Regions from separate parts of the Mus musculus genome. Here all the other regions are linked to region 1. Evidence: chromatin contacts called from public promoter capture Hi-C data. All regions are on one chromosome and are shown on one strand. The core of a region is the stretch at or near the end of the contact, and the rest is flanking DNA. Distances in the headings are between cores, read along the strand shown. Region 1 holds the start of Rpl3 (ribosomal protein L3). Region 2 holds the start of Pmm1 (phosphomannomutase 1). Region 3 holds the start of Csdc2 (cold shock domain containing C2, RNA binding). Region 4 holds the start of Ncf4 (neutrophil cytosolic factor 4). Region 5 holds the start of Aco2 (aconitase 2, mitochondrial). Region 6 holds the start of Csf2rb (colony stimulating factor 2 receptor, beta, low-affinity (granulocyte-macrophage)). Region 7 holds the start of Mpst (mercaptopyruvate sulfurtransferase).

Region 1 (3,121 bases), core at 207-2,706:
GGCTTCACAGAAAAACCCTGTCTAAAAAAAAAAAAAAAAAAAAAAAAAAGGAAGAAAAAATAATTCTTCTTTTGGGACTGGAGGGACGTCTTAGGAATTAAGGGCTCTTGCAGAGGACCAAGGTTTGGTTCCCAGCACAACAACCATCTGTAACTCCAGTTCCAGAGGGTTCCATACTCTCTTCAAATCTCCCCGGTACTGCACATATGTGGTGCACGTGCATAAATGAGGAAAGCACTCATAAATATAAAATTAAAAAGAGCTTATTTAAGATATTCTTAAGTGGCGCTCCTCCACTTTCAGAAATTATTTTTTAAATTTTAATAAACCTATGTTGCTGTTCGAAAAATAAATTCATTAAGAATCTTGATCTGGAGAGATGGTTCAGAAGTTAAGAAAACTTGTCATCCCACGGGACCCAGGTCTAGTTCACAGCATTAACAACGGTCCAGGGGGATCTGACACTATTTTGACTTTTTTTTTTTTTTTTTTTAGATTTATTTATTTAGTGTATATATGAGTATAGAGGTCACCTGATCCCATTACAGATGGTTATAGGCCACAATATCGTTGCTGGGAATTGAACTCAGAATATCTGGAAGAACAGTCAGTGCTCTTAACCATTGAGCTATCTCTCAAGCCCTTATTTTTTTTTAAAGATTTATTTTTATTTTATGTATATGAGTACACTGTCGCTGTCTCCAGACACATCAGAAGAGGGCATCGAATCCCAGTACAGGTGGCTATGAGCCACCATGTGGTCACTGGGAATTTAACTCAGGACCTCTGGAAGTGCAGTTGGTGTTCTTAACTGCTGAGCCATCTCTCCAGCCCGGTTTGACTTCTGAAAATGTCACGCACGCCCGTGGCGCACATTCGTACACACGGGGGGGGGGGAACCTCACACATTTGTAAATCTGAAATTAAGAACAAAATATGAACGGGACATGACATCTGGAGACTGAATTGGCAGAGACAGGACTTGAGGGAGATGTGCCCGAAATCATGGCGCATTAAAGGCATGGCTTGATTGGAAGACTGAGAGCAATGTTGGTGATCACATCAAAATCACTGGTTAGGTAAAAGAGCAGTTTCATTCAGTCTATCTTAAGAGCTCACGAGAACAACGCAGTCAGTTGTCTCACACTAAGCCTGCTTCAACGCCGTTGTTTTCGTTGCTGTGTGGGACTAGCCCTGTGTGATTCCGTTCTAGAAGTGAGAGGAAGCACAATGCCTCCATTTTTCTTCATTATCATGAAATTTGGCTGCTGCAGAACGCCGTAGTTCTTTACATTCTAAACCTCAGCGTCGACGAGGCGTTTCGCTAAGCTTGAACCCAATCATTCTCCGTAGACCCTATTTGTCAATCCTAGTGGGCGGGAAAAATGTGTGTAAAATGACATTCGATGCGCGCCCTTCGACCCGACGCCTATGCGTCAACACGTTCGCACGCTCAGGGGGCGGAGCCATCACTTGGCTTTATATAGCCTGCACTGGCTCCTGGTCGCTCTCTATCTGCGGCGTGTGGCGGCGAGATGGTACGTATGGCCATGCTGCCTTCTAACTTGGTCTCCTGTGGGCCTGGCTTGTATTCACCTCCCATCGGCGCCATCCCTGGCTCGCCAATCCTGAAAGGATGTAATAGGGGATCGATGTGAGGGCCGCGACCGTCCGGAAATTCAGGGACCTTAACGGCCTTACGGAGGATGTGTGTGGGACCGGCCTGGGCCTGTGTGCGACCCATTTGATATCAGCGTAATCCTAAGGGACTTATGGAATGGGCTGTTTTGTGCTTAATTCGAGGGTAGTGGTCAGTCTGGTAGGGATGGCCCAGGTCTTTAGGAATGCATTGGTTAAGTGGAGAAATTTGGCAAATCGGGTCGGGTCTCCATTTTGGAATGTTATAAGAGTGGAAGGTGCATCTCTAGAGTTCTCAGAAGCCACAAATGATGAACCTTTTGACGGGCGGACAGAAACTCTGTGCTGAATGTCAAGTTCTGATTTGGCTTTAGGAGGGAGTGTTTGAGGCCGACTTGCATTAGACTCCATCTTGATACGCCATGTTGCCATTTAGTCACATGGGATACTCTTGAAAGTTCACCCATCGAGGTTTTAGTATAACTAAGCTGTTTTGTGTTTGAAAGGCATGGAAACTAAAAGCATTAAGCTGAAGTCTTATTGCAGTCTGTCCTCTGATACAATTCCTTTAAATGTGGAACCCTCCTTTGGGCTTGATTGGAAGACTGAGAGCAATGTTGTGATCTCTCCCTTTACCTCAGTCTCACAGGAAATTCTCAGCTCCCAGGCATGGGTCCTTGGGCTTCCTGCCTCGCAAGCGCAGCAGCCGGCATCGTGGGAAAGTGAAGAGCTTCCCTAAGGATGACGCTTCCAAGCCCGTTCACCTCACAGCCTTTCTGGGTTACAAGGCTGGCATGACCCACATCGTCCGGGAAGTTGACAGGCCAGGATCTAGTATGTACAGTACTTCCTTGTCCAACTTGGGCTGTGTGTAATTTTGCCTGTAGTTACAGTAAATTCCCAAAGGAGCACAATAGCTTCATCCTGGGGTGCTTTGTGGTAAGTCTAGAACAAAGCCTGACTTAGTGTGGTAGTGCCCACACTAAGGGAGCCTAGAAGTGTTTTGGCCTAGCGAAATTTAACACAGATTCCTGTGCAGAGTCCTGTTGGGGTAGTTGGTTGTTTCCATGCCAGTGCCTGTTATCAACCCTAGGTACTCTGAAAAGGTAGACACATTTAACAAGTGTATTCTGGACATGAAACCAGACTAGTGATAAAGCTCCTCTTTGAGACAGTCTAGATAGCACATGGCATTTTGCTACTTCAGTGGTGATAGTCACCACCTGGCATGGTGCCTGTTAGCAGCCTTGCAAAGTAAGTGGAGGTTAGAAACTTTGGCTCAATTGTTAAAAGCTGCAGTTGGAGAGCCCGCAGTTCTGAAGAGCAGTCCTGGAAGGCCCAGTATTCTGATGCGGAGACAGCCATTCTGTCTAAATGGATGCTTGTATGTGCTGGGGTATTTGTGCTCCCACTGAAGCTTATGCCTGTTTGTCTTCACAGAGGTGAACAAGAAAGAAGTCGTGGAGGCTGTGACCATTGTGGA
Region 2 (3,121 bases), core at 279-2,778, 1.9 Mb before region 1:
CTGTCTCTGTCTCAAAAAAAAAAAAAAAAAAAAAAAAGAAAGAATGACAGAAAGGGGGCAGCTACAGTGTACTTACATATAATCAATAAATAAATCTTTTTAAAAATGACAAAAAGATATAGAAAGGGGCTGGAGAGATGGCTCAGCGGTTAAGAGCACTGCTGCTCTTCCGAAGGTCCTGAGTTCAAATCCCAGCAACCACATGGTGGCTCACAACCATCTGATGACCATTTCTGGTATGTCTGAAGACAGCTACAGTGTACTCATATAAGTAAATAAACCTTTTTTAAAAAAGGTACTTCTGAACATCTCTGAACACCATGATTCTCTCTCACTTGCTTATTCTGTCTGTCTGTCTGTCTTTATTTCTCTCTCCCTCTCATGTTCCCACTCCATTTCCCCAATAAACCTTGCCCTAGATCTGTTCCTGGCATGATGTCTTTTTTTTTTTTTTTTTGGTTTTGGTTTTTTAGAGACAGGGTTTCTCTGTGTAGTCCTGGCTGTCCTGGAACTCACTTTGTAGACCAGGCTGGCCTCGAAATCAGAAATCCGCCTGCCTCTGCCTCCTGAGTGCTGATATTAAAGGCGTGCTCCACTTATTACTCTTACTGAGGACCTGAGTTCAATTCTCAGCACCCATACTGGGCAGCTTACAACTGCTTGTACCTCCAGAACTAGGAATCTGAAGCTTTCTTCTGGCCTCCTGCAGAGGATCAGGGATTTGACACCCAGCACCTACAAGGAAGCTCACAACTGTGGGTAATTCCAGGTCCAGAGGATCTGACACTCACTTCCATCCTGACTTAGGTGGGCTCCTGCATGTACTTAGTGCACATCACCCCAGGCACACACGACAAAATAACACAACAAAAAAGACTCGCATAAAAGCTTACAAGTTAGAGATTTATGGCATATTGGCCCTTAGTAGGTTACTTTTGATTGGAAAAAAAAAAAAAGCAACAAACATTTCTCACAGTAGGTAAAAGCCATCATGGGATATTTTTCTCTTTTCTTCCTTCTCTCTCTCCCCCTCCCTTTTTTTGTTGTTTGTTTTGTTTTAAAAAATAGGGTCTTATCCAAGGCTGTCAAGGCTACAAAGGGAAACTCTTGTTTTGAAAAAACAAAACAAAACAGAGTATGTAGCCCTGGCTGGCCCGGAACTTGTTTTGTAGATAAGGGCCTCTGCCTCAGAAGGGCTGGATCACAGGTGAGCCAGCACGCCGGGTTCTCCCTGAGACTTCAAGCTCAAGATGACAAGGCAATACCTTCGTCCTACTAACCTTGGGAATCACAAGCAGAAGGCTCTGAGTCCCGCCCTTGCCCCCCAACCCCCCCCCCCCCCCACCGTAGGGAGCGCCCTGAGATCAACCTCAACCCGCTGGCCCGACACTGTCTTCCGGTTCAACCCCTTTTCCCGCCGGTTCCTATCTCCGTCGGGTACGAGGACTCTGACCCCGCCTACTGCCACGCCCCTCAATCCTAGGTGCCTGTACTCTTCTTTCGGCGCCGCAGGCCCCGCCCCCTCGCGGGAGGGCCGATGGCCACTGCTCCTCCCCGTGCTGCGCAGCTGGCCCCGCCCCGGCCCCGCCCGGCCTCTGTCGCACGCGACCCTGGCGGTGGCTGCAGCGACAGCGCTTGGCGCGCGGAGCTACAGCCATGGCAGTCGCCGTCGAGGGCGCCCGCAGGAAAGAGCGCATCCTCTGCCTGTTTGACGTGGACGGGACCCTCACGCCAGCTCGCCAGGTAAGGGCCTCGAGGTTCCAAAGCTCCCGCCCAGAGTCACGCCGGCATCCGTGACCCAGCGTGAAGCCGTCACTGCCATGTCAACGCAGACACCTGCGCGACCCTGTCGGAAACGTGGAGTGCAGTGGTACCGGCTCCTGTCACCGAGGAGATGGGACCCAGGCCCTCTCGGCCTTCCAGGCCTCAGCGCTCCCCGCGCGGGTTGGCATCCACGTTCCTGCCGGGAGCGCAGATGCTGTATCCAGCCTCCGGGAGGAGCGTCTATGGGCGATAGGGCGGGTATCCCCAGTTCCAGGCTTGCACAGGCCCAGGCTGGGCTCTGGGGTGGTCTTACCCCATTTTAGCCCTAGGATGCACAACTAGTCCGTCCTCAAGCTAGCGTGAGAACGCGGCGTTCCAGGCAGAGCTCCGTGCGCTTCTAAGCCCACGGTCGCCCTCTACTGAGGGCAAGGAAGATCTCTGAGTCTTTGCACTCTGGCGTCCATAGGCCTAAAACTGGGTTTAGCTCCTTAAGCCTCTTAGGATGTTTGTTTACCTTCCACCTGGAGTTGGAGGGAAAGAGAGCTGCTTTTCTGATGAGTTTTGGTTTTTGTTATTGGTATCCTTTTGGTTCCACCCATGTGAAGGTGAAAGGCCCCAGGGCTAGTCTGTTTACAATAGAAGCACTGTAAAAAATGGGAGTGCATTCTCCTGTCTGCACTTTATAGTTCACCCTCCAGTCTTTAGCCATACCTAGTTTTTCTCCCTTCGAGTCATCCTGGGTCGTTCTCACCCATCCTTCTACCTTTGGGATCACCGGGATGATCAGAGCAGAAATGGGGGTGGGGGGCCGAGCTACTGGGCAGAAGCCCGTGTGAACCTAAGTCTTAGCTTCCTGGTAGGCCTTCCACTCTCCAGAAGGAATCGGGCATCTTTCTTTCCATCCAGCAGAGGTGGATCAGGAAGATGCAGGATTGGAAAGGAGGTGGTCTAGCCTAGGCATGCCTGATCCTTGTGCTGCACTGACTTGGCAAGGCCTGAACAAGAACCGCCTGTCAATTTGTCTACTACTAGACAGACTTAATGCTTACTAGAAAAGCTTAATGCTTTTTTTTTTCTTCTTCTTTTTTCTTGTTTTGGTTTTTTTGAGACAGGGTTTCTCTGTATAGCCCTGGCTGCCCTGGAACTCACTCTGTAGACCAGGCTGGCCTCGAACTCAGAAATCTGCCTGCCTCTGCCTCCCAAGTGCTGGGATTAAAAGCATCCGCCACCACTGCCCTGCAGTTTAATGCTTTCCAAAGCTAATTTTTAATTATACATGTAAGTAATGAAAACTTTAAAGGCTAAAGACCACTTCGAACCTCGCCAGTATCCCAGGCCCAGCCCCCATCCTCGAGGT
Region 3 (3,121 bases), core at 277-2,776, 1.9 Mb before region 1:
TCCAGCCATCTTTCTCTAGGCCTGGGACAACTTGGCGTGTCCTCCTGGGACCCTTCGCCACTAGCTTCTGTTTGCACTAGTTTTGTCAAGGTGGGGCTGGAGAGACAAGGATAGGCAAATAGATGTTTTGGGAAAATGCAGTGTGGGGTAAGGACGGGAGGAGACACCCAGAACCTGGGCATTCATGTCCAGAGACCTCTGGGATGGAGTTGAATTTGGGAAAGAGCTCCCCCCAACCCCCACTCCCACCCTCCATCCCCACCTCCTCACTCCCATCCTTCCCAGGGAAAGGCCCTGACTGGATGGCATCTAAGCGAGCCAGTGCCAGGCTGTCGGAGAAGAGGGTGCCCACCTCCTACCAGGCACACTTCCTTCTCCCCTCCCCCAGCCCCAGCGGATGCAGCAGTTCACACTCTGGATTTATTATTGTTCTCAGTCCCGCTCTCCCTCCTCCCTGGGAAGCGCCTGCAGCCTGGCAGCCTGGCAGCCTGGCAGGAACCTGCTGTCTCCTTGTGGGTGCCAGCATGGTCCCTTATCTCCATTCAGTCTCCTTGTGCCAGGGTCAGACCACTTAGGGGCTTGATGCCAGCCAAGGCCAACCTGAGTCCTTGCATCCTACAGCAAGCAAGGGGTGTCCAGCAGCTGGTCTATCACCCCCTGTCCTACAGTGGGTTGCACCTAAGCAGAGGAGGAGGTCAGAGCTAGCCCAGCATGCGGGGGAGAGCAAAGACCCAGTGGGGTGGCATAAAGGCAAAAATAACACAGAGCCATCCCTCCAGCCAGTTGACACAATTATCTCTGCCACACTAGGGAAAAATAGAGTGAGGGAAGACAGCTGCTCTGGGTCCCTCTGCCTGCCCCAGGCGGTTCCTCCCCTCTGCTCTGGCCTCAAAACAGATTCCAGGGACAAAATCCAGCGGTGCTCCGGACTGGCCTTTTAGGGTCTGGAAGGAGTCCCGGCTTTCCCTCACCTAGTTCCCAGACCGGAGGCTGCGGCTTGGCAGGTAGCTGCTGTTACCTGCATCTCAACCCAGACGCGAGTCCCAGACACAGACATTCACACACATTCAGATGCGCGGGAGCCACTCCGCCTCAGCTCTTCTGGAGGGTCAAGGAGAGAGAAGGGAAGGGCGGTGGGCTCTACATCTCCCCCCGCATCCTCTAAGCAGAGCTGGGCTGGCTGATGTAGCGCTGCGACCTTTCCAACCTCAATCCACACATCCTTTCTTGGTACCATCAGCCCTCGGCCCCTGCCTCTGCCACAGTTTCCATCACCGGCTTCCTTCAGGTCCCTTACCTCGCCGTGGCAGCTGGGTCCAGGCACTGTCTCCTGTAGTGGGCAGCACCCGATCTCTCTGGACTGTGGAGCTGGCTCGCAGGGGTCACGTCTGGATAATGCACTCTCCGTGGCGTGTGTGTGTGTGTGTGTGTGTGTGTGTGTGTGTGGTGTGCAGGAGGCACCTCGGGCCCCTCACTCACTCACTCACTCACTCACACACGCCCTCCTGCTGACGTCAGGATGTGCTGGAGGGAGGGACTGGGATGGGAATTTGTACTCCTAGCTTAAAGGGACACTAAGCCATCTCTTCTCTGGCCCAGACACCACCTTGTGAGCCAGGCCAAGTGCTGGGTGAGTGGCTAAGCTGCGTCACTTTGAGCGTTACTGCTTCTTGTTTTGGAAAGTGGCTTTTATTGCTGGGCCAAGGTATAATTTGCTCTACCAGGTCAGGGTAGCTGCTGGGGAGTAAGAGGCAGGAAGAGCTAGAGACAGTGTGCATTCTTGGTGAGCGGGGTGCCAGGGAGTGTTTATGGTCAACGGGAGGGCCTGCAGGGTGGGAGGATGTATTCTGGAGAAAGGAGGCCAGAGAACAGAGGAGACCCTCTGGGAACAAGCCAGGTTCCTAGGGACTCCCAGACATTCCATTCCCTCTGCAGTCTGCAGCTGTGCTGAGCTCTGTCCCCTCAGATCATCTGAGATCTCCATTTGAAGAATGTGCTCAAATCTCTTTGGCACACATTAGGTCTTTGGGAGGGGCTGTGGAATCCAGGGGAAGAGAACTATAAAAGAATAATGAGTGTCTTTCTGTGTATGTTTCTTTCTTACACACACACACACACACACACACACACACACACACACACTCGCACACACATATACAGGGGGCAGTGGTGTCTGTGTGTCTGTGTGTCTGTGTGTACTTGTGGTTTAGGAGGCTTTTAGAAGTAAGGACTGACTCAGCAGATTCAGTCCAAGCAGTTTAGGTCTCTTCAGACAGTAAGACCTCAGCACACTCCCGCCCCCCAAAAAGCCGGGCAGTGGTGACACATGCCTTTAATCCCAGCACTAGGAGGCAGAGGCAGGCAGATTTCTGAGTTCGAGGCCAGCCTGGTCTACAGAGTGAGTTCCAGGACAGCCAGGGCTACACAGAGAAACCCTGTCTCGGAAAAACAAAAACAAAACAAAACAAAAAAGACCTCAGGCAAATCCCTAGGACCCCAGTGCTCCCCAAGAGGACAGTGCTCCCCAAGAGGACAGTGCTCCCCAAGAGGACAGTGCTCCCCAAGAGGACAGGTAAGGCTCAACCGTCTATGAGCTCAGGGCCAGGCTCCAGGAAACCTCTTCAAAGGGCTTCTCTGCCACCCCCCTGTCCCTCCTCAACCTCATCTTAGAGAGACATCTTCCCCAGGTGTCACTTTAGTACTACTGAGTCATGAGGAGGTGCCCTTTGTGCTGGCACAGACCTATAGGTCCCAGCCCTCAAGAGGATGAAACAAATAGATTTCAAGTTTGAGTCTACCTGGCTACCTAGAGAGGCAGTGTCTCAACAAACAAACAAACAAACAAACAGGAAAACAGACATGACAGGAGCTGGAGAGATGACTCAATGATTAAGAGCACTGGCTGCTCTTCCAGAGGGCCCAGGTTCAATTCCTAGCACCCACATGGCGACCCCCCAACTGTCTGTAACTCCAGTTCCAGGGAATCTAGCACTCTCACACAGATATAAATTCAGGCAACACACCAGTGAAACATGAAATAAATATAAGTAGGCAATTTTCAACAATTAGAAAGAAAATTAGACATGATGGGGGTAGACCTGTGATCCCAGCACCGAAGAGG
Region 4 (3,121 bases), core at 382-2,881, 1.8 Mb after region 1:
GGACTGGTTCTCAAAGAGGACGCTGGAGATACTGGGTCTGATGGCCCTAGGACCTGGGTCCATGGTCCTATCAGGGGCAGAGGAGGAGAGCCACCCCCCTCAGAGGGCGGGGGAACAGCTGTGGAAAGGGCAGAGTGGGCGGAGGAAACACTGAGCCCTGATAGTCCTTACAGGCACCATCTGAACTCTGCACCCCAAGAAACAAGAAGGGACCCAAGCTTCTAGTGGCTACAGTTTCTAGAAGATTCAAGTTTGCATGTCTGTCAGTCTCCTAGGAGAACTTGGGGGTGAGAAAGGCTGGAGTCATATTATGCAGCCTTACTTAGCACCCCAGTAACACTCTCTATAGCTATGGAAGGACCCCCACCCAACACTAACTCTTGTTACAGACAAACCTCCTCTGACCTTTGACCTACAGGAATCCCATCCCCTTTTCCAGATCCCACGAGTGCTTTGCTCACACCTGGGTCTTGTCAGTCAGACCTGTTCTGGTGACTCTCAAGCAGTTCACATGGACACTTGGCTTCCTAACGTTGCTTTCTGCTTGATCCAGGGGACGGTTCTGTCATTTGGGTCTCCACATGCAGATGGGAACACAGGGCTGTCTCCATAAGAGACACTGAGCAAGTGCTGACTGAATGAGGTGGCCGGGCTTGGGGCCATCAGGTCTCCTTGTCCCTACCTGTATAATGTCAGCATTGTCCAAGATAGATCTGGGTCATTTTTGAGCTCTTAGCAGATGTAGTGAGCTCTCAGTGTGTCCCAGGGCTGTTCGGCCTCCCAGAGACACAACTGTGATCCAAAAAACTAAAACACCCTCAGAGCAGGCAGAGCAAAGACCCGGCCCCCAACATTGTGCCAAGCATCTAAGACCTGTTCAGGACAAGGAAGTGGAGTGAGGGGTCAGACGGCAGAGCCTGGGCTATCTGAACCTAAAGATAGGAAAACGCAGAGGCCAGTTTCAGTCTGAAGGGCAGATGGAAGAGCCGCTCCTGATTGCAGTGTGGAACCAGGAACCCAGAACCCAAGCCTAGCACCCAGGACACCTCTGCTCCCAGGCTCTGCCACCCACTCACCCTGTGGTCCTTGGCCACATCCAAGCCACTCCCCATTCTGAGCCTTAGGCTTCTTACTGGTGCATAACACTGCCGACCTACTAAGTCAAGGTTCTAGAAACATCTGCTGGAGCATGCAGCTCCTGCAGTATCATTCAGCAAGACCTTCAAATTTGACTCTGTGCTGATCCACTGATATCAGGTGACAGGAGGGACAGCCTCTTACTTCCCCATACCCACCCCCCAGGCCTATTGGGATCATTGAGAAAGCCTGGCAGGGAATAGAGGCACACTCTCACCTCTCTGATCGCAGCTGCTGGGCCAGGGCCATGGCTGTGGGTAGTCAGAAAAGCAGATGGATGGGGGCCTTGCCCAACCAGATCCAGGCCGAGTTCACCTCTCACTTCCTCCTATGTGCATCTGAGAGCTTCCTGAAGCTTGGGGTGTCCCCAGGGGCAGCCTTTGAGGAGGTCCCGCCCTGCCCAGCTTCTCTGGACCCTCCTTGAAGTACCTCCTTCAGGCTTTGAGCTGCCTGGCCCTCACACGTCTTCTCAGCCACTTCCCAGCTGCACAGCAGTTGAGGAAGTGGCACCCTTGGGTGCTGGGCTTGCGTGAGGCCACTGGCTTTGGGGATTTCCTCAGTGCCTGTCTCTGGTGCTGAGCTCCACCCACCATAGAGCAGTTTTAGCCCTGGGTAGTCCATCAAGGACACTTGTGGACTTCCTCCTCAGGCTTCTTCCTGAATCCCTTTCTCAAGCATCCAAGACCTGCCATTCATTCCTAAGGTCTGGTGGAGATAGTGCTTTTTCCAGGAAGCTCTCCTGGTCCCCCTCCCTCTTATACTAGGAAGTCATTGTTTTATGCCCCATCTGGGGCTCTGGGCTCTGAGATACCACATTCAGCTCTCCCAGAGCTTCCATCCACACAGAGGCTCTCCTTACAATCTGCCTCCACCTCCCTACTCAGCTCTCAGAAAAGCCCCAAGCCCCCGCTGCTGGCTTCAGAATCCCCAAGGCCCCGTGGGCTGCCTGCTCTCCCAATCTCTCTTCCCTCATTGCCACCACATTCCCAATGCTCCTCTCCTATCTCCTGTAGGTCTCAGCTCAGAAGCTGCCCTCTAAGAAACAAACCTGTCCTCACCAGACCCTCCCTGCCACTCTCCGGGCTTTTCCTGCGGCAAGCTCTCACCAGCGGGGTTCCCTACCCCAGTGTGTTCCAAACGTGTGTTTGTGTGTTAGGCTTCTTCCAGGCCAGCACTACGCTGCGGACACCCAGATTATGTGAGCAGAAGGAGGAAGTTCTTCGTCAGCTCCTTCTAATGCTTGGTTCTGTAGGGAGCTCTCCAAAGCCTACAGTGAGGATGGGCCCAGCAGCCCAGAGAATGTCCCCCAACCCCCAGCTCCACTTGATGGTATGCTAAGACAGAAGGAGAGATGGCAGCCTGCCCAGCCTGCCTGAATCAGGCTCCTATCTCCCCAACTTTGGAACGTGGCTGTGGGGACAGGGCTTTCCCCCTGAGGAATCTGGAACGGCCTATGTTTCTCACCTTAAATGGGGCTGGATTGGAAGCAGTCTCAGACTCCTCAGGATCTGGCTCCAAGAATATAGAATGTTTTAGGATCCTTACTTTAAAATGTCCCCCCTCCATCCTGTCACCCTGAAGGGATCTTCTGGCCCTGACCCAGCCCAGAGAGGATGAACCTAGAGCTCCCAGGATAGAGTCTGCCCAGTGAGAACTGCCCTCCCCGTGGCCAGGCAGGGCATGGGCTCCTGGGGAGACAGAAACGAGGATGAAGAAAGTCACAGGAGGGGACAGGAAAGTGGGAGAGGGACACTCCACCAGTGACTGCATGTTCATCAAGGCCTTTGCACTGCACAGATAGATCAGGGTGGTAGAGGAACGTAGAATGGACGGTCTGACCTACTCCCAGCACACAGAAGTACCGCAGTTCACAGAGTTAGCTCTTTTAAGCATACAAATCCCTGCTCAAGACAAGGAAAGGTGATCTGAGAGGTCTAAGACGAGCAGGAATTGTACCCATGACTGAGGATGGAGACTGATACCC
Region 5 (3,121 bases), core at 245-2,744, 1.8 Mb before region 1:
AGGTCCAAATGTGACATAATTCTTTTCTTACAAACTCAAAGGTCATGTATCCTATTAAATAGTCTTTGCCTGACTCCACTAAATCATAGGACAGTGGGGTCAGGACAGAACTCATCGTACTGTCTAAAGAATCAAAAGAACCAGAGATAATTTAGCTGCAAATCCCTTTCATTGGCCAAAAGTTAAATGATTTGTTCAGATAAATGAGTTTGATTTTGCAGTTTGATTTTAAGTAATTTGATAAAGAAAACTTCAAATGATAATGCCTCCTGGGAGTAAGGCACATAATTTTTAAAAATTATTAATTCTATGTTCCAAGTTGATCCAAAACAAATTCACAAAAGTAATCATGAAAGGTTGCCAGAAAATGTCTACAGTTATTTTATGGATTTCTTTTTATGAACAAAATACATTCTTTACAGTAAACATTATACGTTTCTAGGGCTGTAAGGTTAGTAGTGGGAAACCATCTGACAGGCATAGTCAATTTTCTAGACGTCTCATAACAGTCAAGGTCAAACTGTTCACTCTTCTCATCTTTCCACCTAGTATCTGGAAAGCAACTATCGGTGACTTCAAAATATTTGATTCTGTATTCTGACAAATACAAACGATCACACCCTGATTCAGAAAGTTCTGTGATATTAGCTGCCATGAACAACAAGAAGAGAGGGTCTGCAGGGTCACTGCTCAGGCTATGATCCTTTAGTGACACCATGAAAGCCACTACTTTGTCTATATCTTCCAGTTTTTCCACCTACCAAGTTGGGGGAAAAATTATCTCACATCTATGTCGTCAGATAAAACATCTGTAACATTAGTAAACAGCCTTGACATCTGCTGCAAAGGTGAGAAAGCACTCTTATCGTGACTATTTATTATGGTGGGGCCCAGAATAGTCCTTCTTGTGTCTATGACCCCGAGTCTCCTCAAAGGGTAGTAGTGGATATAGCTTCTGCAAACTCCATGCCCGGCAACCACGGATAAATGAGGCGACGAGTCTCTGCTACTGGTGGGAAGTGAAGGCTTCAAGCACCCGGCTTTAGAGGAACCCACAACCACCGCGCCCCCCAATCACCTTGTCATCACCTTGAGGAACAGAAAACCACCCTGGGGGAGCATGGATTCCACCCTCAGAAAAAAAGGAGTGCCTCCACCCTGGACCAGGCTGCCGCTGCTTAAACCCAAGCTTGCCGGCGGGCGGGGATGGGAACTGCGAACAGCCTGTGCCAGGGACGCCTTGACCTAGGACAACGCAGGAACCCACAAGGGCGCTGGGCCTGCAACCGCGACAGGTGCACGGAACGTCAGCCGCGAATCGAGCCCGCCTCGCCTGGCCTCGCCTACAGCCGCGGGCAAGGCAGGAGGCTCCCCGCCCCCGTAAACCCACGTCTCTGGGCTCGCTTACCTGCAGCCGGGTGACCAGGAGGCTGTAAGGCGCCATTTTGTGCACTGACAAAGATGAGGTCGCATGAAAGTGACGTGACAAATGGCGCCCTTAAAAAAGCATCGAAGGGGGCGGGGCTTACAGAGAGACGAGTCAACCGCGAGGGTGGGGCCTCCTCCCGCAGCCAAGAGTGCAGATAGCACAGTGGGCGGGGCTTACATGACGGAAACCCGGCGTGGAAAGCAAAGATGCGGGGAAACTGCCAACTCGGCGTTCGGCGCAACCTTGTCACCTTTGCCCTTGGGTGTGGAAGCTGGAGGGGAGGCAGGAGTTCAAGGTCATCCAGGAAAGAGAATATCCCCAAATCAACATACTTGGCGGAAGCATGCAAGAAGCCCTGGCGTCAATCCCCAACACAGAATGCAACATATGTAGAATTTTTACCCAAGAACAAACTTCAGTTTATGAGTTCAAATCTGGAAGTAAAGAGAATTTTATTCAAAAACCTTTGGTGCACCTGCAAGGACCTAGCGAGGAAACTCTCGCGAGATCTAGCCGGTTTTGGTGCCCCCCCCCACCCCCCGAGGCTAAAGGCTGACGGACAGCTTAATGGCCAATCACGGAGGAACGGAAGTAAGCACGCCGTAGGTTAAAGGTCGGGCGGAAGTTCCCTAAGCTTCCGGCCGCCGGCTTGGAAAAAGAGTTATGGCTAAACATCATCCAGATTTGATTTTCTGCCGCAAGCAGGCTGGTGTGGGTGAGTTGGGGACGTGCTCCCTTTTGGTTGAGTGGGATGGGATTAGAAAGTGGGGGACTAGGGACTTCAGCCTCCTCTTTAGGGCTCTGGTTTGCCGTGTCCACGTTTCGCGCCTTACGGTGCCTGGGTATTCTAGCAGCGCTCACCGGCTTGTGGCATCTTAGAAGAGGGCAGCAGCGCGCATCCGGGAGTCTAAGGCTGGCGGGATCCTCTGTGCCAGGTCTGGAGAAGCCGGTCTAGAATACTTTGAATTTTGGGGGGTTCCAGACATTTTTTTTATTTTTGACATGGCCTTTGGTGTAAAGCAAAATTTAGGGTCGTGGGCCGGGAACTCTTGTCTGTAATCCCAGCACCTGGGAGGCAGAAGGCTGGAAGATTGCTGCGAGTTCGAGCCTGGCTAGAGCTTAAAAGCTAACTCAAGCTACACAGTGGGATTCTATCACAAAAAAGTAGGGGGTGGGGGACAGTGGAGAGGGAGGAAAGGAGAATGTGACCACGATCCTGTACGGTTGACTGTAATCATTGCTACCTTCGCCATCCTCTATACTCAGTTTGACGAAAAACTTTGCTTGCTACCTCACAACCTTAATTTTAACGATGTTTTACTATCTTTGACCTTGCAGCTATCGGAAGACTGTGTGAAAAATGTAAGCCGAACACGCCCTCTCAGGCCTTGACACCTTTACTCTTTGAAGAGTCGTCAATTCCAGTGGAACAGCAAAGAAGTCTTTTTTTGGGGGGGGGGGTGTTTTAAGACAGGGTTTCTCTGTATAGCCCTGGCTGTCCAGGAACTCACTCTGTAGACCAGGCTGGAACTCAGAAATCCGCCTGTCTCTTCTTCCCAAGTGCTGGGACTAAAGACGTATGCCAACACTGCCTGGCTAGTAAAGAAGTCTTAAATAGATAAACCAGCCTGCAGAGGATACTAAATACCTGGCTGCCACCAAAGACTGCCCCACCATCCTCCCACTTAAGCA
Region 6 (3,121 bases), core at 442-2,941, 1.8 Mb after region 1:
ACAGCAGAGCAAGTGAAGGGGAGCCTTATAGGACAACCTCATTGACAGCCTTCTGGTTCCAGTACAGACATTAGGTTCCAGCTAAAGGTTTGTTAGAGCCAATGGCGGGATACAGTCTGAAGTGGCATTTCAACACATGCTGACAGAGAAGGAGTTTTCTTTTAAAGCTTTTCAAGAGGGCTGGCAAGATGGCTCAGCAGTTAAGAACACTGACTGCTTTTGTGAAGGTCTTGAGTTCAAATCTCACAACCATATGGTGGCTAACAACCATTTGTAATGAGATCTGACTCACTCTTCTGGAGTGTCTGAAAACAGCTACAGTGTACTTACATATAATAAAATAAATAAATTAAAAAAAATAAGGGCTTTTGAAAAAGAGGTAGAGAAAGGGGAGACGCTGCACTACAAAGAAGTGAGTGGAGGTGCCTTTTCCTTCCATTGCCAGATCAGGTTCAAAGGCCCTATGTGCTGGGCGTGAGCAGAGGCAGGGGCCTGAACCTCAGGCAAATTCTTTGCTTAACAGATCACAGAGATTTCTGTCGCACATATGCATGACCTCTGGAATACAGCATGTGGGATATATGGACAGGTTAGTTTATGATCTGTGAGACATGACAGTGGTCTCTGTCAGCAGAGGGGCTGTCTGTGTCCCTGTCTGAGAGCGACTGGTCCCTAGCTATGTGATGAGACACCTACCTTCCGGCACACTAGGTACAGAAGCGACACATCTGGACCCAAATCATCTGTGGTGATTTCAGAGCACAGTATGGTGTGTGTGTGTGTGTGTGTGTGTGCGTGTGCGCGTGTGCGTGTGCGTGTGCGTGTGTGTGTGTTTGTGACAGAGAGAGACAAAGAAAGAGAGAGAGACAGAGTTGGAGAGACAGAAACAGACACACACATAGAGAGAGAAAGAGATAGTCAGAGAGACAGAGACAGAGACAGAGACAGAGACAGAGAAAGAGAAAAACAGAGCTGGATGATCTGGTATATCTCTGGGCACTTCCCAAGTAAGATTGTCAAATTACACCCAGTACCAAGGGAGGTTCTACATCTCTGGTTCTGTCCCCAACACTTCGTCATCCTTGTAGGTAAATTTTCTCTACCCCCTCTCTTTCTCCTCTCTCTGTCCTCCATTTCTAGTTGAAACAGAGGAAGCCATGTCTCCCACTCACCCTGTCCCACAGATGTGTGACCTGAAGCTCAGGACAGGGAATTAAGTAACATATGGATGGCAAAGTTAGAAGGAACACAGTGCTTAGCCCGATATAGAGCTTTAGGGGAGTCCTCCCTGCCACCAGACCTCCAGTGATAAAGCTGTGTCCTCCCGGAGTCCCACAGCCCCAGAGCGTATCCTAACCGTACCTCTTCCAGAGTTCTAACTTTGTTCCCAGCTCCAATGCTCCGGGGTGCCCCTCCTCCACTCACTGACTTGGAGTCTGAGACCTAGTCTTTCTAGAGAGATCAAGTCTGAGGAATACGCTACCCCAGCCCTGTCTTATCCTGTCCTTTTCCACCCTGGAGACCCCCACAGCCCCTGCTTTGCGCCCACCCTCAGCTCTGCATCAGGAAGCCAGCCACTTACCTCTGTGCTTGGGCGACAGGCAGCCTCCTTCGGGAGCCTCCAAGTGCCAGTGAGTTGCAGGCTCTTCCTATTTATCTGTGCCCCATCTGGAGGAAACAGAGAGCAGATTGAGGAAGTTGCCAGTGCCCTTTCGCAAGCAGCTTCGCCTGATTCTCAGAATTGTGGACATTAGCCTCTGATAATACTCACGACATTTAGTTCTGCCAGAGTAGCTCGCTCCCCACCATCTCCCAGTCAGCTCTCATGTGCCCTTCAGGTCTCAGCCTGAAATGGTCTCCTCCACACCCCTCCCTGACTCCTCTGGAGGAAGCAGACACAGAGGGCAATAACCACCTCCCTGCAAGCATGTGCCCAGAGCCAGGCAGAGCTGGGGAGGACCTTGAGGGCACCACTTCTTAGCATGTGGCCTTATGCAAATCAGCTACAGGTGGCCTCTTCAAGTCTTGAGACACCTTGGGGTATTTTTCTAGAAGGACCTACAAACCAGAAAGGTTTTGAGGGTATGCCATTGACATGGAAAACCTAAGTTGACAACAGTCAGTAGGCAGTGGGAGCAGTCTTGATCCCTGGCTGTCAGCTTTGGCTTTCCCTTTTCTGTCCTGCCCTAGAGTCCCTGTTTTCTTCCCATCTTGTCTTCAGAGCAAGTGATGTTTTGTGTCTGTTCCCCTCCCCCAGTGCCCAGCCATGGCCCAGAGGAGGAACACATGACTGGGTATAAAGTGAATGAATGAATGAATGAATGAATGAACAAATGAATAACTTGAGGCTGCTGGGGTTAAGAGGAGGGGAGTGACAAGAAAAATGAAGACTGAAGTGTGACCACTATGCCCCTCCTTAGAAGTGGGAATAAAACACCCTTGGAAGGAGTTACAGAGACAAAGTTTGGAGCTGAGATAAAAGGATGGACCATGTAGACACTAGCATATCCGGGGATCCATCCCATAATCAGCTTCCAAATGCTGACACCATTGCATACACTAGCAAGATTATGCTGAAAGGACCCTGATATAGCTGTCTCTTGTCAGAGTATGCCTGGGCCTAGCAAACATAGAAGTGGATGCTCACAGTCGGCTATTGGATGGATCACATGGCCCCCAATGAAGGAGCTAGAGAAAGTACCAAAAAAGCTAAAGGGATCTGCAACCCTATAGGTGGAACAACATTATGAACTAACCAGTACCCCGGAGCTCTTGACTCTAGCTGCATATGCATCAAAAGATGGCCTAGTCGGCCATCACTCGAAAGAGAGGCCCATTGGACACGCAAACTTTATATGCCCCAGTACAGGGGAACGCCAGGGCCATAAAAGGGGAGTGGGTGGGTAGGGGAGAGGGGGTGGGTGGCTATGGGGGACTTTTGGTATAGCATTGCAAATGTAAATGAGCGAAATACCTAATAAAAAATGGAAAAAAAAAAAAAGAGGAGGGGAGTGAGCCATTCTCTCAGGGCAAAATTTAAAGGGACACCAAAACCCTTTCATAGAAATGAGTGATATTTTAATATAGTAAATAAATTCAAATAAGCATAAAAATACAAGCA
Region 7 (3,121 bases), core at 253-2,752, 1.7 Mb after region 1:
GTGGGGGTGGGTGGATTACAAGCATATACCACCATGCCAGACTCCAAAACCCACCTCTTAGTGAGAATAAAAACGTGACTATAGAAGGGCCACCACTGACCCTATAAACAGCTTCTTTGAATGATCATTTAGGGAAGTTGAATGCAAACCTGCTATTCCTTCCTTTACTCTCCTAATGGCCCTTGAGTCTACAGCTGGCCTTAGACTTCCAGGGGGTGGGACTTCAAAGGTCTGAGGTCACTACCCTCCCTGCTTGATTGACAGTTATGACAAAAGACCCCAGGCAGCAGAAAGAGAGTCAGAGAGGCTAGGCTATGAGTGCTCATGAGGGGAAGAGACCAGAAAGAGACTAGGTTTCTTTGTGCTTGAAGGGCCAGGATCCCAGGGGAGAGTAGCTCTCTGGAAGTCCATCAGGACATATAGGACAGGCCCAGGCCATCCTAAGTTAGTGTGAGCCTATATATCCCACCCATGGGGGGTGGGGGTTCGGGCACTGAAGAGCATCTCCCTAACTAGACCCTCCTGGTACCTTCTCTTCCCTACTGTCAAGCTCCAGGTGCAGAGTATGCTGGGAAAATGCTAGACAGTGAATTTTTGCAACACACTGTGACAGTATTTCAGGGTAGGATAGATGCTCAAAAAAACAGGGAGGGGAGTTCAAGAGAAAAGCATTCCAGGGGAACAGAATAGACTAGAGAGGGGGTGTACAGCTGGTTTGCAGGAGCCATGCTCTATTTCCAGATATCTTGCTTATTGGGATTTATATAAATTTACAATGAAGTGGTAAAAACTGAAGCCCAAGACGACAACGACGACTACTACTACTACTAAGCATAAGGCTTCAAGGATGGACAGGTAAACCGAGGCAGCTCCCACCACTTTGGGCTTCAGGTGAGAAATTAGTCCCTTTTCCACTACGTGCCTTGGCACCTCCTGGCTCTACCTGTTTCTCCTGTTGGGAGTTCAGCTCAATCCGGCAGGGTCGTGAAGGCACTCGGCAAGGCGGGCTTCATAAATGCTAGTTTTATTTTTATTCCGTTCTGTTACTTTCTCCTCTTGGGGCATGCTAGATCTCCTCACCACAGCTCCTCTGAATTGCTTTGTTTATTCTCTTGCTCCCCCCCCCCAACTTTCTCAGGAGGCATCAGGTCTTTCCAAACCCCATCCACTCACTGCTACCCACCTGTCTCTTATCCCACACCAACCCACAGACGGCCACAAGCAGCCACGGACAGTCTTCCTAAGGCAAATTAGAGGCGCCCTGGAAACTCTTCTCTCATAGACTGCATCCCCTCCTCCACTCCCGCGTGATACCACGCTATGCACCCCCGGAGAAGCACCCTCTCTCACAGAAAAGCAAGTAGGACGCGTTGGGTAGCAGATACCAGGGATTTGCGCTCCCCGTTTCCCAGCTCCGCCATGTCACCCCCTCCCCACGCCCTCAGAGGTTCCCTCCTTCCGCCACCAACCTGCGGCCAGCCAAAGGGAGGAGACTTGGGCACAGCCCACTGTTTGGGCCACTCCGAGACGTTGCACCTTCCATTTCCCGTACTGCGGGGGACGCAGGCGCCATGAAGCCGGGTTGCGCGCTGCCCCAGTGTCACCTCGAGCTTCAAATAGCCCCCTTTATGTATGAGAAGTATTATACGAGGAGGGGCAAACAAGACTCCCGTGCGAAGACGCAGAAGCTGTTCGGAATCCCGACTGTCTACGAGAGAGGTTTCTCTCCTCACCCCCATGGGAGGCGGTACAATGGTGCGGGCCACTTGAGAACCCTCCCGGCTCCTGGTTTGAACCCTCCAGCTTCTTCGGAGCGCAAGGGCGAGTGCCAGCCCAGCTACTTTTGCGACTGAGTGCAGCGAGCCGCCCAGGATGGAGCCGCTAGCTGGGTCCTGGCGAAAGCAGGGCAGAGTGCCTGGAGCCCTTTCACCGGAATTGGACATTCTAGAAGCCAGAGAACTCTGGCTGCAAGAAACGAAAGCAGAAGGGTAATCAGTGCGCCCGGAGAGGCGACTGGAAGGCCATCTCTGACTTGTGTTTGTTTTTCCCATTCTTGAAGACAGAGTCCTGAGCCAGCCCCTCCCACCAATTTGCTGCTATAGTAATGCACCGAAGCTCTTAGCCACGCCCACCTGCCCTCCTAGGCACCAGAAAGGGAGGGCGCCGGGGAAGTGGGAGGGGTGGAGCAGGCTTTCCCTAGGGAATGTGCCAACCTCTCCCACTGTGAGTCTGGCTCTGAGTGTAGTTACGATTGCACGCTGGGAAAATGTAGTGGGAGCAACAGCCCCGCCCCCTGGGCTCCGCCCACCGCACTCAGCCCTCTCAGGCCTGTCTCTTTCCTGGTTCCCAACCGCGCCAGGTGACTCGCAGAACTGACACTATGGTACATCAGGTGCTCTACCGGGCGCTGGTATCCACCAAGTGGCTGGCGGAATCCATTCGGTCTGGCCGCCTGGGGCCCAGCCTTCGGGTGCTGGACGCGTCTTGGTACTCACCCGGGACCCGCCAGGCACGCAAAGAGTACCAGGAGCGACACGTGCCTGGCGCGTCCTTCTTTGATATAGAGGAATGCCGGGACACGACTTCGCCTTATGAGATGATGCTGCCCAGTGAGGCCCACTTTGGGGACTATGTGGGCAACCTGGGCATAAGCAACGACACACATGTGGTGGTATACGATGGAGATGACCTGGGCAGCTTCTATGCACCCAGAGTCTGGTGGATGTTTCGTGTGTTTGGCCACCGCACAGTGTCAGTGCTCAATGGTGGCTTCCGGAACTGGCTGAAGGAGGGCCACCCGGTGACATCTGAGCCCTCGAGGCCAGAGCCAGCCGTTTTCAAAGCCACACTGAATCTCTCCCTGCTCAAGACCTATGAGCAGGTCCTAGAGAATCTCCAGTCTAAAAGGTTCCAGCTGGTGGACTCTCGGGCCCAAGGACGGTACCTGGGCACACAACCGGAGCCGGATATAGTAGGTAGGTGTTCCAGTGGCCCTTGGGAGGATTGCACAACAAAAGGATGGGGAATCAAAAAACCCCTGGATCCCTCAGGCCCTCTAGGTAGACTTGTCTTTCCATCTGTAAAATGGGAGGGTACGGCCAACCTTGAAGTCTTTTATAGC

The links. Promoter capture Hi-C pulls out the DNA fragments that hold promoters and counts their contacts. Capture Hi-C pulls out chosen DNA fragments and counts their contacts.
Region 2: a contact with region 1 is called in a promoter capture Hi-C map of neutrophils, with 3 times the contacts expected there. The contact joins the promoter of Pmm1 here to the promoter of Rpl3 in region 1. A contact is called at or near these places in 3 of 39 promoter capture datasets (neutrophils, pre-B cells and second pharyngeal arch cranial neural crest).
Region 3: a contact with region 1 is called in a promoter capture Hi-C map of liver. The contact joins the promoter of Csdc2 here to the promoter of Rpl3 in region 1. A contact is called at or near these places in 2 of 39 promoter capture datasets (cranial neural crest and neutrophils) and 1 of 9 other capture datasets (liver).
Region 4: a contact with region 1 is called in a promoter capture Hi-C map of pre-B cells, with 3 times the contacts expected there. The contact joins the promoter of Ncf4 here to the promoter of Rpl3 in region 1. A contact is called at or near these places in 2 of 39 promoter capture datasets (liver and pre-B cells).
Region 5: a promoter capture Hi-C map of pre-B cells shows a contact between it and region 1, with 2.9 times the contacts expected there. The contact joins the promoter of Aco2 here to the promoter of Rpl3 in region 1. A contact is called at or near these places in 4 of 39 promoter capture datasets (the C10 cell line, cranial neural crest, hippocampal neurons and 1 more) and 1 of 484 Hi-C or Micro-C datasets (pre-B cells).
Region 6: a contact with region 1 is called in a promoter capture Hi-C map of liver, with 3 times the contacts expected there. The contact joins the promoter of Csf2rb here to the promoter of Rpl3 in region 1. A contact is called at or near these places in 2 of 39 promoter capture datasets (both in liver).
Region 7: a contact with region 1 is called in a promoter capture Hi-C map of adipose tissue. The contact joins the promoter of Mpst here to the promoter of Rpl3 in region 1. A contact is called at or near these places in 1 of 39 promoter capture datasets (erythroid cells) and 1 of 9 other capture datasets (adipose tissue).

The regions. Positions count from the first base shown.
Region 1 is chr15:80,081,741-80,084,861 of GRCm38.p6, reverse strand. It overlaps Rpl3 (ribosomal protein L3), which reads left to right and starts at 1,456. Exons shown (of 10, transcript NM_013762.2): 1 at 1,456-1,538; 2 at 2,280-2,472; 3 at 3,079-3,121. The coding sequence starts at 1,536. It overlaps Snord43 (small nucleolar RNA, C/D box 43), which reads left to right and starts at 1,956; the gene lies at 1,956-2,003.
Region 2 is chr15:81,959,337-81,962,457 of GRCm38.p6, reverse strand. Pmm1 (phosphomannomutase 1) reads left to right here and starts at 1,528. Exons shown (of 8, transcript NM_013872.4): 1 at 1,528-1,743. The coding sequence starts at 1,657.
Region 3 is chr15:81,935,164-81,938,284 of GRCm38.p6, reverse strand. Csdc2 (cold shock domain containing C2, RNA binding) reads right to left here and starts at 1,526. Exons shown (of 4, transcript NM_145473.3): 1 at 1,298-1,526.
Region 4 is chr15:78,243,321-78,246,441 of GRCm38.p6, reverse strand. It overlaps Ncf4 (neutrophil cytosolic factor 4), which reads right to left and starts at 1,631. Exons shown (of 10, transcript NM_008677.2): 1 at 1,355-1,631. The coding sequence starts at 1,386.
Region 5 is chr15:81,870,836-81,873,956 of GRCm38.p6, reverse strand. Aco2 (aconitase 2, mitochondrial) reads right to left here and starts at 1,494. Exons shown (of 18, transcript NM_080633.2): 1 at 1,409-1,494. The coding sequence starts at 1,444. It overlaps Phf5a (PHD finger protein 5A), which reads left to right and starts at 2,065. Exons shown (of 4, transcript NM_026737.3): 1 at 2,065-2,144; 2 at 2,768-2,791. The coding sequence starts at 2,093.
Region 6 is chr15:78,324,560-78,327,680 of GRCm38.p6, reverse strand. Csf2rb (colony stimulating factor 2 receptor, beta, low-affinity (granulocyte-macrophage)) reads right to left here and starts at 1,691. Exons shown (of 14, transcript NM_007780.4): 1 at 1,583-1,691.
Region 7 is chr15:78,405,093-78,408,213 of GRCm38.p6, reverse strand. It overlaps Mpst (mercaptopyruvate sulfurtransferase), which reads right to left and starts at 1,502. Exons shown (of 3, transcript NM_001162493.1): 1 at 1,470-1,502. Tst (thiosulfate sulfurtransferase, mitochondrial) reads left to right here and starts at 2,349. Exons shown (of 2, transcript NM_009437.5): 1 at 2,349-2,975. The coding sequence starts at 2,381.